Regions from separate parts of the Sus scrofa genome. Here region 2 is linked to region 1. Evidence: chromatin contacts called from public Hi-C data. All regions are on one chromosome and are shown on one strand. The core of a region is the stretch at or near the end of the contact, and the rest is flanking DNA. Distances in the headings are between cores, read along the strand shown.

What was found. A called contact is a pair of places that touch in the nucleus more often than the background predicts.
Region 2: a contact with region 1 is called in a Hi-C map of liver, with 5 times the contacts expected there. The contact joins two enhancer-like sites. A contact is called at or near these places in 2 of 5 promoter capture datasets (fetal liver and liver) and 5 of 47 Hi-C or Micro-C datasets (fetal liver, liver and skeletal muscle).

The regions. Positions count from the first base shown.
Region 1 is chr2:82,380,377-82,386,319 of Sscrofa11.1, reverse strand. The region is part of intron 2 of LOC102165038 (a long non-coding RNA gene); the gene reads left to right. Among named protein-coding and RNA genes, the nearest start is that of TMEM174, 48 kb to the right of the region's middle. Within about 2 kb of position 3,444, at least 3 of the 83 cell types and tissues checked have an H3K27ac peak or open chromatin away from gene starts, as enhancers often do. A contact at or near this core is called in liver, where this site is marked.
Region 2 is chr2:82,438,319-82,444,078 of Sscrofa11.1, reverse strand. No RefSeq gene overlaps it. Among named protein-coding and RNA genes, the nearest start is that of TMEM174, 110 kb to the right of the region's middle. Within about 2 kb of position 2,143, at least 14 of the 83 cell types and tissues checked have an H3K27ac peak or open chromatin away from gene starts, as enhancers often do. A contact at or near this core is called in liver, where this site is marked.

The DNA of each region.
Region 1 (5,943 bases), core at 2,195-4,694:
TCGCAGGTCCAGCGACCCTTCGAGTGGGCCTGCCGGGGGCAGTGGTCTCACGGCCCCAGCCAAGCGCGCGCAGCTCTGGATCCGTGTCGCAGGGTGGGCCTAGAGGGGAAGAGGGCAGCAAACCATGTCTTTCCCGGAGTGGGAAGGCCCACTTTCCGCTGAACCAGGCCACGCAAACCCTCCCGGGAACCCGAGGCCCAGGGAGACTGCTGGTAGTCGCTGGGGCCGGCCAATGGCAGGCGGTCCAGTTTCAAAGCAAATCTCAAGCTTTGAGGTTTAGCTGATGGACTCAGCTGCTCCTTTTAAGACGCAAACCCAAGTTGGAATGGAAAGGGCTGAAAGATGTGGTCTACTTTCTCGTTTCTCCAAGGAGCGGCATATCCCCCATCTTTCCCAGCCGCCAGCGCTATTACAGCAATGAAATATTTGTTTTGTGGGATATGTTAGAATTTAATGACAATAAGATCTATATTTTTAAAAAAGAAATATATTTTTACGATTGCCACTATACACATTAGGTGCTTGCATTTATGTACCTATCCAGGCAAAACAGACACATGTATATTGGCTAGAATATATTCTAAAACTGCAAAAATAGTAACGTGTTCCATCGAATATGCCATATTTGAGGATGCTGATCTTCTCAAAGCCAATTAAAAATGCATTTTCTTTGATTTCTTATTTAATTTTGTCTTTTTAGGACCACACCCAGGGCATACAAAGGTTCCCAAGCTAGGGGTCCAGTCGGAGCTGTAGCTGCCGGCCTACACCACAGCCACAGCAACACAGGATCCCAGCAGCATCTGTGACCTACACCACAGCTCATGGCAACACTAGGTCTTAATCCACTAATCGAGGCCAGGGATGGAACCCACGTCCTCATGGATGCTAGTTAGTTTCATTAACTGATGAGCCACAACAGAAACCCCCAAAATGCTACTTCTTTTAGTTTTTATTCAGAACCTCCAAACCAGAAGCAAACTGTACTTGCAGAATGTAGCCATTCTATGTGAAAAGATATCTATAAATTGCATTTACAATGGAATTTTAAAAATTCATTTCTTTCTCTAATATTACCTGACTTCAGGGTATGGGAGCTTCTATTCTTGGAGGGACCCTTAGACACAGTCAGTTTTTGGCTCCCAGAGCAGTGTAAAACACTAAATCTGGGCAGATTTGCACAGAACAGAAGCTTTAATTTCACCATCCAAATTCCAGCCAAACAGCTTTGGGGATTTTTCTATGTTCCAGACCCCCTGAATGTTTTTCCAGGTTGTATGGTTGAGCCCCAGCCTATGGCAGCTCAACCAAAATCATGACATTTTTAAATACAGAAACAAAAAGCTGTGTCCACTCTGTGGAAAGAAGGCATTTCATTTTAAAGATGCAACTACTATAACATTGATGAGTTTATGTGTATGTGAAAAAAATTGGGGGATGGGCTGTATATGTAAAAAATGTATTATTTTATTTGTAGTCTTGAAACTGTCTTCAAATAGTTTTGTTTTGTTTTTTTTTTCTAAATGTTTTTTATGAAGGCAAGACATAAAGGAATTCAGGATCATTTTTCCAGATACCGTCTAAGTAAAACTGATTCCTTCCCATTGAGACAGGCATGAATTTTCCTCTGACTTTAAAATGAATGACTACTAAGCCTCATGCACTATTGGTGGGACTATAAATTGGTGCAGCCAATGTGCAAAACAGTATGGAGATTCCTCAAAAAACTAAAATAGAGCTACCATTCAAGCTAGCAATTCCACTCCTGGATATTTATCTGAGCAAAATGAAAATACTAATTAGAAAAGATGTATATACTCATATGTTCATTGCAGCACTATTTACAAAAGCCAAGTTGTTGGAACCAACTTATGCCCATCAATAAGTGAACAGATAAAGAAGATGTGAGATCTATCAATCTATCTATCTGTCTGTCTATCCCTCCCACCCCCATATACACACAAAGGAATATTACTCAGCCATTAAAACAGAGTGGGATCTTGCCATGTGCGATGACATGAGTAGACCTAGGGGATATTATACTAAGTGAAACAAGTCAGAGAAAGACAAATACTGTATGATTTCACGTAAAAGTAGAATCTAAAAAACAAAACAAATGAACACACATAACAAAACAGAAACAGAGTCATAAATTCAGAGAGTAAACAAGTAATTGCCACAGGGGGCAGGTATGGGGGAAGGAGAAAAATAGGCTAGGAAGTTTAAGAGGTACAGACTTCCAGTTGCAAAACTAATGAGTCATAGGTATGAAATGTATGGTGTGGGGAATATAGTAATTATGTAATATGTTTGTATGGTGACAGATGGTAATTAGACTTATCCTAGTGATCATTTTGAAATATATAGAAATATGGAGTTCACCATATCATATGCCAGGCACTAACATAGTTTTGTAGATCAATTATACTTCAAACTCATAGAAAAAGAGGTCTGATTTGTGGCTACCAGAGCTGGGGTTTGGGTGGAGAGGGAATTGGATGAAGTCAGTCAAAAGTTACGAACTTGTAGTTATAAATTCATAAGTACTAGAGATGTAATGTACAACATGATAAAGATAATTAACCCTGTTGTATGTTATGGATGAAAGCTGTTAAAAGAATAAATCCTAAGAATTCTCATCACAAGGAAAAAAATGTTTTTCTATTTAATTTTGTACCTAGATGAGATAATGGATGTTCACTAAACTTATCATGGTATATCATTTCATGACGCTTGTTAGAGCATTATGTTCTACACCTTAAACTTATACTGTGCTTTATGTCAATTATATTACAATAAAACTGGAAGAAAAAATTTTAAGTAAAATAAATGACTACTGTTTGCATTGGGAAGACCACTCAGAAAGCTGTTTTTCTCTACTGCGAATGAAATGTATATTGCATTTCCCCTGAGTGAAACCTGGAATTTTTAAGCTGGACTGGCAAGTGTATCACCATTAATAAATAGAATTTAAGTGCTAGTTTGGAAGATGAAAGTTCTTCTAGTAGGCCCTGACTACATAGTTATACTCTCAAGGTGCTTATAACTTATCACAAATATACTTCAGGATGTACATTGTGGAAAAAGATGTAAGTCAAATACATATGGACATTCTGCAAAAGCAAAGAAATTTACGTTATCAGAGGTAAGACAGAGAAGAGAGTAAAAATAATTCTCCCTGATGCTGAATCCATTCATAGCTGGTAAAATAATTATGGACATTTTTTCCCTCACATCAGTTTAGTCACAGATATGTGAAGCTTGGTGCCGCCACGAGATGTGCCAGCATTTCTTCAGAGCCCCCTCCACAGCACCCGAGAAGTCTGAAGTCATTCAGGTACCCCCTCCATCTTCCTTCCCCCACAGGCCCTGCTTGTGGAGAAGAGTGGAAAGTACAATGTACCAAGTTAAACAAATATTTAACTTGCTCCATGTCCAAGGCAAATTGGATTTCAGGCCAACATATGGGCTCCAGCTCAGGGCTGGAGACATGGCCTCAGGCTGGGTGTGGGAGTGAATGATGCATGCGGTCATTGCTGGGGGCTCCAGCTGGGCCAAACAGACTCTAGGTCACCCACCTTTCCCAGGACTGTGGAGAGGCTGAGCTCTACTTTCTTCCAGAACCCATCAGAGGCTAGAGCTCTCTGAAGGAGGAACAGAATCGTTGATGTAGATTCAGAATTTAACTTTGTACTTCTCTGGCCGAGTTCCTTTAAGGACAGGCACCATGATTTCTTGCTTTGGGGATCTCCGCATTTCGCACTGTGGTTAGCACTTGATACAGGTCTGCTGGATGACTAAAATCACTTTAGTTCCTGGTAGGGAAGGCCCCTTGGTTTTGGCCTTTGGGTCTTCAGGTGGCTACTGCCAAACTCCTTGGAATGGAGTGGCCACTCCTTGGAATGGAGCTTGTCCAAACTGATAGATGCCGTGAGCATAAAACACACACTGCATTTCCCCAGCTTAGAATGAAAAAAAAAAATGTAGCTATCTCAAACATTTATATTCCTTACATGTTAACTAATACTTTAAGTGTATTGGGGTCAATGTATATTTGTGGTGGCCACTTCTAAAATGACCGCCAGTGACCCCAGCCTCCTGGTATTCATGCCTGTGTGTAAGTCCCTCCTCTAGAAGGTGGGCTGCACTTGATGGCCTGATTCTAATGATTCTAACTTGTGGAATTTGGCAGGAGGGATGGGATGGAACTCCCAAGATTAGATCAGGAAAAGACGGCAGTATGACTCTTGGGTGCTCCTGCCCTCTCTTATTAGCTTGCCCCCTCCCCTACTCCCTTACTATCTCAGAGCCCAGTCCTCAGAGAAAAACAGACTCCTAAGCTGAAGATGCCTGATTGAGAAGAGAGGCCCTGGAGGATGAGAGGTCATGCAGAGGAGAATGGAGGCACCCCAGCCCCCAGCCGGAACCAACTGCCGGCTTTTTGGAAGCACCTATCCCAGTCAATTCAGATGAGGTAGCCAGGCTGAGAGCTTGAAGGCAAACTCAGAAGAAGCCCAGAGCCAGAACTATCTAGCTAAGCTTCTGTGTGTGCTGATCCATAGCAACTGGGAAATGATAGATGTGTGTTTTAAGTTAAGTTTGGGGGTAATCTGGTTCACAGCAATAAATAACCAGTATACTCTTATTTACATTAATTTCACTGGTTTCTTTGTCCTTTTTTAAATGTGGCTATTAGAACATTTAAAATTACTTGCGTGGAGTTCCCGTCGTGGCGTAGTGGTTAACAAATCCGACAAGGAACCATGAGGATGTGGGTTCGATTCCTGGCCTTGCTCAGTGGGTTAAGGATCTGGCGTTGCCATGAGCTGTGATGTAGGTTGCAGATGTGGCTCGGATCCTGAGTTGCTGTGGCTCTGGCGTAGGCCGGTGGCTACAGCTCCAATCAAACCCCTAGCCTGGGAACCTCCATATGCCATGGGAGCGACCCTGGAAAAGGCAAAAAGACAAACAAACAAACAAAATACAATTACTTGCGTGGTTCACATTGTCTTTCTGCTGGACATGGGTCTCTGTGGCTCAGTCCGGGCAAAAGTGCTCCAGGCTTCATTCAGGGCTCTAGGGACCTGGACTTAAACTGATGTTATAGACAACCATGAACTATTTAGGTTTAAATCTTACAAAAGAGAATCTCTAATCCCTTGCTAAACCAATTGACATGTTCAAGAGCTTTGGATTGAGCGTCCAGAGTTACTCCATTCCCAGTTGAGCCCCTCGTGAGCTGGACCCTGTAACCAGAGAGACAACTTTAATGTTCCTTCTGGCTCTACCATTGTACAGTTCAATAACGGCTCATTTCAGCATTTTCTTGCCACCCAGGAGTAAGAGCAGCATTGGTGGATGGCTAGCTCAGTGTTTTGTGTGATAATGAACCCATATCAGCAGCTCCGCTTGTCCCAGATGGTCTCTTAGCCGAGCAGTGAGGGGGTCAGGATGAGAGGTGGACACCTGGAGGCAAAAGCACTCTGTCCAGCACACCCCTACCTGCTCCCACCTTGCTCTGCGACCATCCCCAGCCTTTCCTGGAATTCTTAGCTCCCTGTTCCTCACCAGCCCCAACACCTAAAACACTGGGAACCTACCTATGTTTTCATTCCACGGTATTGGAGCTACGTGTGACATTGGGAAGAAATGAAGGACTCGGCTTTCCCTTTATTTGTATTTGCAGAACCACAGAGAGACAAGGTGCTAATTAGAAAAATATTTTAGAAAACATTTTGATTGGATTTTTTTTCTTTTCTTTCTTTCCTTCCTTCCTTCTTTCTTGTCTTTTTTTTAGGGCCGCTCCTGTGGCATATGGAGGTTCCCAGGCTAGGAGTCAAATCTGAGCTACAGCTGCTGGCCTACACCACAGCCCTACACCACAGCCACAGCCACGAGGGATCTGAGCCGCCTCTGTAACCAACACCACAGCTCACAGCAACG
Region 2 (5,760 bases), core at 894-3,393, 59 kb before region 1:
TGCCCCCCTTTCTGCAGCTCTAGGCTGATGGGTCCCCTGTAGCATGGGAAGAACCCAGCAGCCTTGTCCCCTGAGGGATGGCAGCATGTGTGCCTGCTTTCCGGTCATGACACATCAAAGCCATGCCAGCCAGAGTCTTAGTACCCTGAAAGCCCAGAAGTCACCTTGAGTCTAGAAAGTGAACGCTAGAAAAACAGAGCAACAGAGCTGATGGGCTTCATGGGCTGGGGGTGTCCTGGGCTTGCTGAGAGTTCTCTCTGCTGCCTTAGGTGGAGGGGACTGCGGGTTGGAGGAAGCAGATCTTGAGCTTCATGCACAGATGGAGGTTTACCCAGTCAATTTCTGTCCTTGCATTCGTTCAGTGTTCTTAGGAAGGAGAGGAAGAGGGAGAAGAAAAAGAAGAGAGACTTTCTGAGGCAACATGAATTAAGTCCCCCGTAACAGGAATTTCTGCCCAGCTCACCCACAAGGTGGAGCCCAGCGGAGGTGCTCCTCGCCCCCCTAACCAGGCCTAGGGGGGTTGATTTGTAATAAGCACAGAGTTAGTGCCGGGAGTGTTTGGACTCTCACCTGGAAGCGGGGCATGCGTTCTGCTCTCCTGAAGGCAAAACCCAGCCTGAAACACCACACGAAGGGCACCAAGGTTCTCCTGAAAGCGGGCGCTGGCCCTTCATTCCAGCACACCCACCCCATCCCCTTGAAATCGAATCAGGGTGATTTATGCCAGATTAGAAGTAAAGAGGCTGCTTTTAGTTATTTCACTCCATGCACCTCCTGCAGGGTGGCCAGCTGCTGAAACACCCCGTGTGGGCTGCTCAGGTTTTCATATGGATTTGCAAAGGCTCCCACTGATCCAAATGTCATAGTGGGTCTGGTATTCAAGGTTTAAATTCCTCGATGCGGGTCAACTCTTTGGTGCAAACCAAACCTGATGACAGTCTGCACAGGATGAGTCGAGATGAACTCTGATTCTAAAATGACATGACAGATCTTCAAACAAAGAAATCAGAACTTGTTGCGTATTTGCAGCAGTCACCCGTGAGGTCAGCAATGATGTTTTTCTTGCTCAGAATAACTTCAGAATCTCTCTCTGGAAATCCGGGACTTACAGAGCTGTCTTTTGCATGCTTGAGGAGCAGCAAAGATTTATTTTTTTGAAGGTGGATTTAATTTTTGGAAACCTCAAAAAGAATGCAGGCCAAGTGTGGCCAGTAAGCATGTTGGGTGATGCCATTTGGGACTTGAAACCAGAAAGCATCATTATCCAGTGCTGGATCCAATGGTCCTTCTGGACTAGCTCTGAAAGCCTCCACAGATAGGAATAGAACTGTTTCAGGCAGCTGTAGCTTCCTACAGTATTGATATCAACTCTGAAGGGCTGGCATCTACTTGGTTAAATAGGTTGTGAATTGCTTATTTGAAAAAACGAATCAGCCTTATTAAAATCACATACATTTATGTAAAAACTCCTCCTCTTAAATAACCATGCGATTGTGTTGGCATATAAGCGTATTAACCAGGACTGTTTTTCCTGTATTTATCATAGGCTATGAATTTATTTCAATAGTCCTACCACTGCTCCTGAGTTTTCCTTGGCAGCAGTCCAGTTCCTGAATGTACTGCCGAGCAAGGAGCAAGTAGTTTATCATAACAAGGGGCTGGGATTATTGTTGAGAAAAGCCGAGGGAGGTCGCATCTGCACTGCTGGCCAGGGCCAGACCGGCTGAGTTGCAGACGCGAGAGGCCAGCATTTGCTTTGGGCTTCTTTTCTGTCCTGTGCAGTCTTCCAGGACCAGGCATCCTGTGCTGCAGTTCACTTCACTGTGAGCCACTGAGTCCTAAACCTTCTTCTGGCCTTGAGCTTGGCACCTCCCTGAAATGGTTTAAAGAGAAGGCAAGTATTGTGATGGAGGTGCAAATAAAAAAATGGCTCCAGGTAATCTGGAGGGAAAAATCCAATGGTGGAGGCAGAAGGGATCCCCGCAAGAAGTGACATCTGAGACCTGAGCAGCCTGCTGGTGGCTGGAACCCAGGCTGGTGCAGAAAACCTGTAGCCACCCGCCCTTCCTCTGAGTTCCCAGACCAGCACTGACAGCTGGGCCAGGGCTTCGGGATGGGATTACAGCATTAGGTGAGAAGTTAATCACAAACATGAATCAGCCTTGTTTTTTCCTACTCGGCTCGGCTCCCGAGCCCTGCAGGGGAGTGGGCAGGGCCCCTCGCTGGATGTACAGGAAATCATACTGGGGGGAAACATGAAGCCAGCTATTTCTCACCGGGGCCAAGCTGTTACCTGTGTTTTGAGATTGGAGGGGAATTTACTACGTTACATAGGAAGAGAGTCCCCTCAGCGTGGCAAGCAGGAAGAGAAACCGTTTCATGGGCCAAGTGGCCTCTTGGATTCCACCCAGGCTGTGACCACTGGGTGGTTTTTCATTTCAGGGAGCCCCTCCCCCTCCCCGGCTCTGCAGCTCCCCCTGGACTGAGCTGCCCCTGGGTCAGCAACCTCCCCCCCTTTTCTTTTTTTTGCTAAGGGTTCTGTTCTTTCTCTTGTGTCCCACCCCTGGAAATTCAGTTTAAATAGAAAACTCACTTCTCATTCAAACCAGCAGGACTGGGTTAGGACCTGTGGTTCAGCCAAAACCCCTCCCTGCCCCAGCCCACTTCTGGAATGTCCAGCATTCTCAGCTACCCTTCTGTTTCCTCACATTCTTTCTCCTTCAGCTCTGATGCATCCCACTTACCACCTAATGTTTGCAGAGTGGCTGTCACTTGCATAGTTGGCCTCCTCTGCTCTGGAACTCCCTCGCCCTTGGCTTTCAGATTTGATAAATGCCGCCCCTGTCTCTGGGCTGACCTGCGGCAGGGCAGCCATTCAGTGAATGCTAGGCTCAGAGTCGCACCATCACGACATAGTTCCCTCCTGAATTCTGTTTACAAAAAGCCTCTGTTGCCAGCAGTTCTTTACAAAGAGAAGACCTCCATGTCATCAGAGGAAGAGGACCTTCACCAGAATCTTAGTAAATTTCCCTAGGTAGCCAGGACGGCAAAGGATTTCATTTCTTTGCCTCTTTCATGTTTTTAAAGTGTTAGTTACTGCACGCAAATGATTAATCAGAAAATGTTAGCCAGTTTGACCTCATAGGTCATTGCACAAAGCCTGCCAAAGTTTAACCATTTAGCTCTAGGTTTGAATGTCACATCTCTTTATGCAGCCAAGGGAGGCTGATTCTCTTCTTCTGCCCCAGGAAGTCTCATCTGGGAAGCAGGCAGTAGGGGGCGCTATAACCAACAGGGTTTCTTACTATTAAAACAGAGCTGAGTTCCCTTTGTGGCTCAGGGGTTAAAGAACTAGGACCCATGAGGATGTGGGTTTGAACCCCTGGCCTCTCTCAGTGGGTTAAGGATCTGGTATTGCCGTGAGCTGTGGTGTAGGTCGCAGATGCGGCTTGGATCCTGCGTTGCTGTGGCTGTGTGTAGGCCGGCAGTTGTAGCTCTGGTTCGACCCCTAGCCTGGGAACTTCCATATGCCCAGGCACAGCCCTAAAAATCAAAAAAAAAATTTTTTTGAATTTAAAAAAAACCCAAAAACCAGAGCAAGTCAGTCCCCTTGCTGGAATCAAAATAAAAATGGACTTTGGCAGTTTGATGCAGAAGGGAAAATTGGAAAAGGGAGTGGGATGGTGCAGATGACAGATGGGGCTGTGCACAGCAAAAGAGATGACAACCTCCAGGAGCTGCTTTCCCTTCCCAAGGAACAGAGCTGTTCCAGGAAAGGCTCAAAATGAGGTGCGTGACCAGACACCAATATGTGTCCTTTCAACCTGGACAAACAGACACCAGAGGTTATGCACACATGATAACCCTCACAGTCAAAATCTCTTGTTATCAACAAAGCCCACATTCACCTCTGGGCACAGGCAAAAAGATCACACACAGACACACACGCACAGGCTGACCTGAGAGGTGGATAAACAAGCATGCTGTCCGGAGCTGTCACCTCTGTGTAACAGACTGCAGGGGTCTTCTCTTGGGCCTCTCCTGGTGTCTTTCAAAGCTAACTGTTTTCTCAAACCTCTGTCTTGACATTCAACACAACTGAACACGTCAGCAGACTGGCTCAGGCAGGATTTGCCAGGACTGTGGGGTTGGCATCCTTCAGTGTGTGTGTGTGGGGGGGGTGGTGGCAGGGGTGCCCAGGAGATCTGGCGCTGGGGGGTTGGGGGAGGGGATGCTGGGCCCACGGGGATTGGAGGTTGAGCACTCCCACTTTTAAAAATCGCTGCGCCAACCTCAGGAACCAAATCCACAAAAGTCCCATGGACGCTGGCTGCCGCATCCTGTGGCTACCTGGCCTGAGGTGCTGGGCAAGCTGGCCGGAGAACACCCCATAGCGCTGGTGGATGGGGATGCTCCATAGTTCTGAGAGTTTCCAGCTTTCCCTTGGTACTTGAAAACAGGCCCCTGGGAAACCGAAGTCACTCTAGATTCTTTAAAAACCCTGCAGCTTGTGTGACATCTAACCCAGAGTCTTACTCTTGTCCACCTGAAAGCCCCAAGAGTCACCTGAGTGAAGCCCTTCCACCCCCTCGCTGTTCAATGGCTGATGAACTCCAGCCCCAGCTGCAGTTCTTCTTCCAGGTAAGAATTGGCAATGTATCCAATTTCCCTCCCACTCATCAAGTGAAAAAAATTCATCTTTCTTTCCAAAGGTTGGGCAGCAAAAATGCTACTGGACATTTCTAATCAGAAACTGGAAATAATTTCTATGAACTTTGCCGCCAATTTTCCAAATACTTCCCACTGATGCACCAAGAATGTGTTCTGGTTCTTTAGACATAAACACACATTTAAGTGACCACATTTAAGGGAACAAGATAGACACACACAATCCCCCATCCCTCCCCCCCGCCCCCCCATTGAAAGATTGGTGGTGTCTGGAGCCAATGTGTCCTGAAGATGTAGGTTCAAGGAAATATCCCGGTGGCAGCCACAGTGTGCTGCACGCAGTGCCTGCTGGCAGCTTCTGTGCCCATCCATTCTGTCCACTGGCAACTGCTCAGCAGCGGGAGGGGAGTCGAATTGCACACGTGAGGAACCAGAGGCCTTTCCAGAGAAGCCAAGGGCTTATCCACAAGGGAGTGGCCTGGTGCCAGCCCCTGAAGGGGGAATCTCAGAATTGAAAACATGTTGCAGAATGTTCAGTAAAAAAGCAATCTGCTAATGGCCTACAACCCCCAGAAGGCCCAGCACTTTTTTTTAGAGGCACAGCTTGAACAGCACAGAGCTCCTTCCTCATCCAAAATTTATAACACAATCAATCCATTCAGTGTGCTTCCCCAATGGGAAGAGACTTTTAGAGTGTGTCAGTGCTGATGAGAAAGATCCAGTGTAGAGAAAGAGAGATGGAAGGCAGGAGAGAAAGCGGATGATCCAGGGAGAGACATTCGTGAAGGGGTAAGAACAAGAGCAGGGATTGGCCAGAAATGGGGTGGGGTGGGGGGGAGAGAGGACTTCTTTCACTGTTGAGGGAGGGGTGGTGGAAAGCCTGGGCTCAGATGCAATCGGGTTTGTAGGTCTGGTGATGGGCGTGAAGGAGTTGGAGGCTGTCACCATCACATCCAGTTCTGTATGTCAGCAAGCCGTCTTATGTCACCCGAGTATTTTTGCAAGTGCAAAATTAGAGCTAGACCAGCCCTAATTAAAGCGTACTAATTTTTCTAAACTTTTCCCTTTGGAGGGCTTAGAGTTAATTAGAGG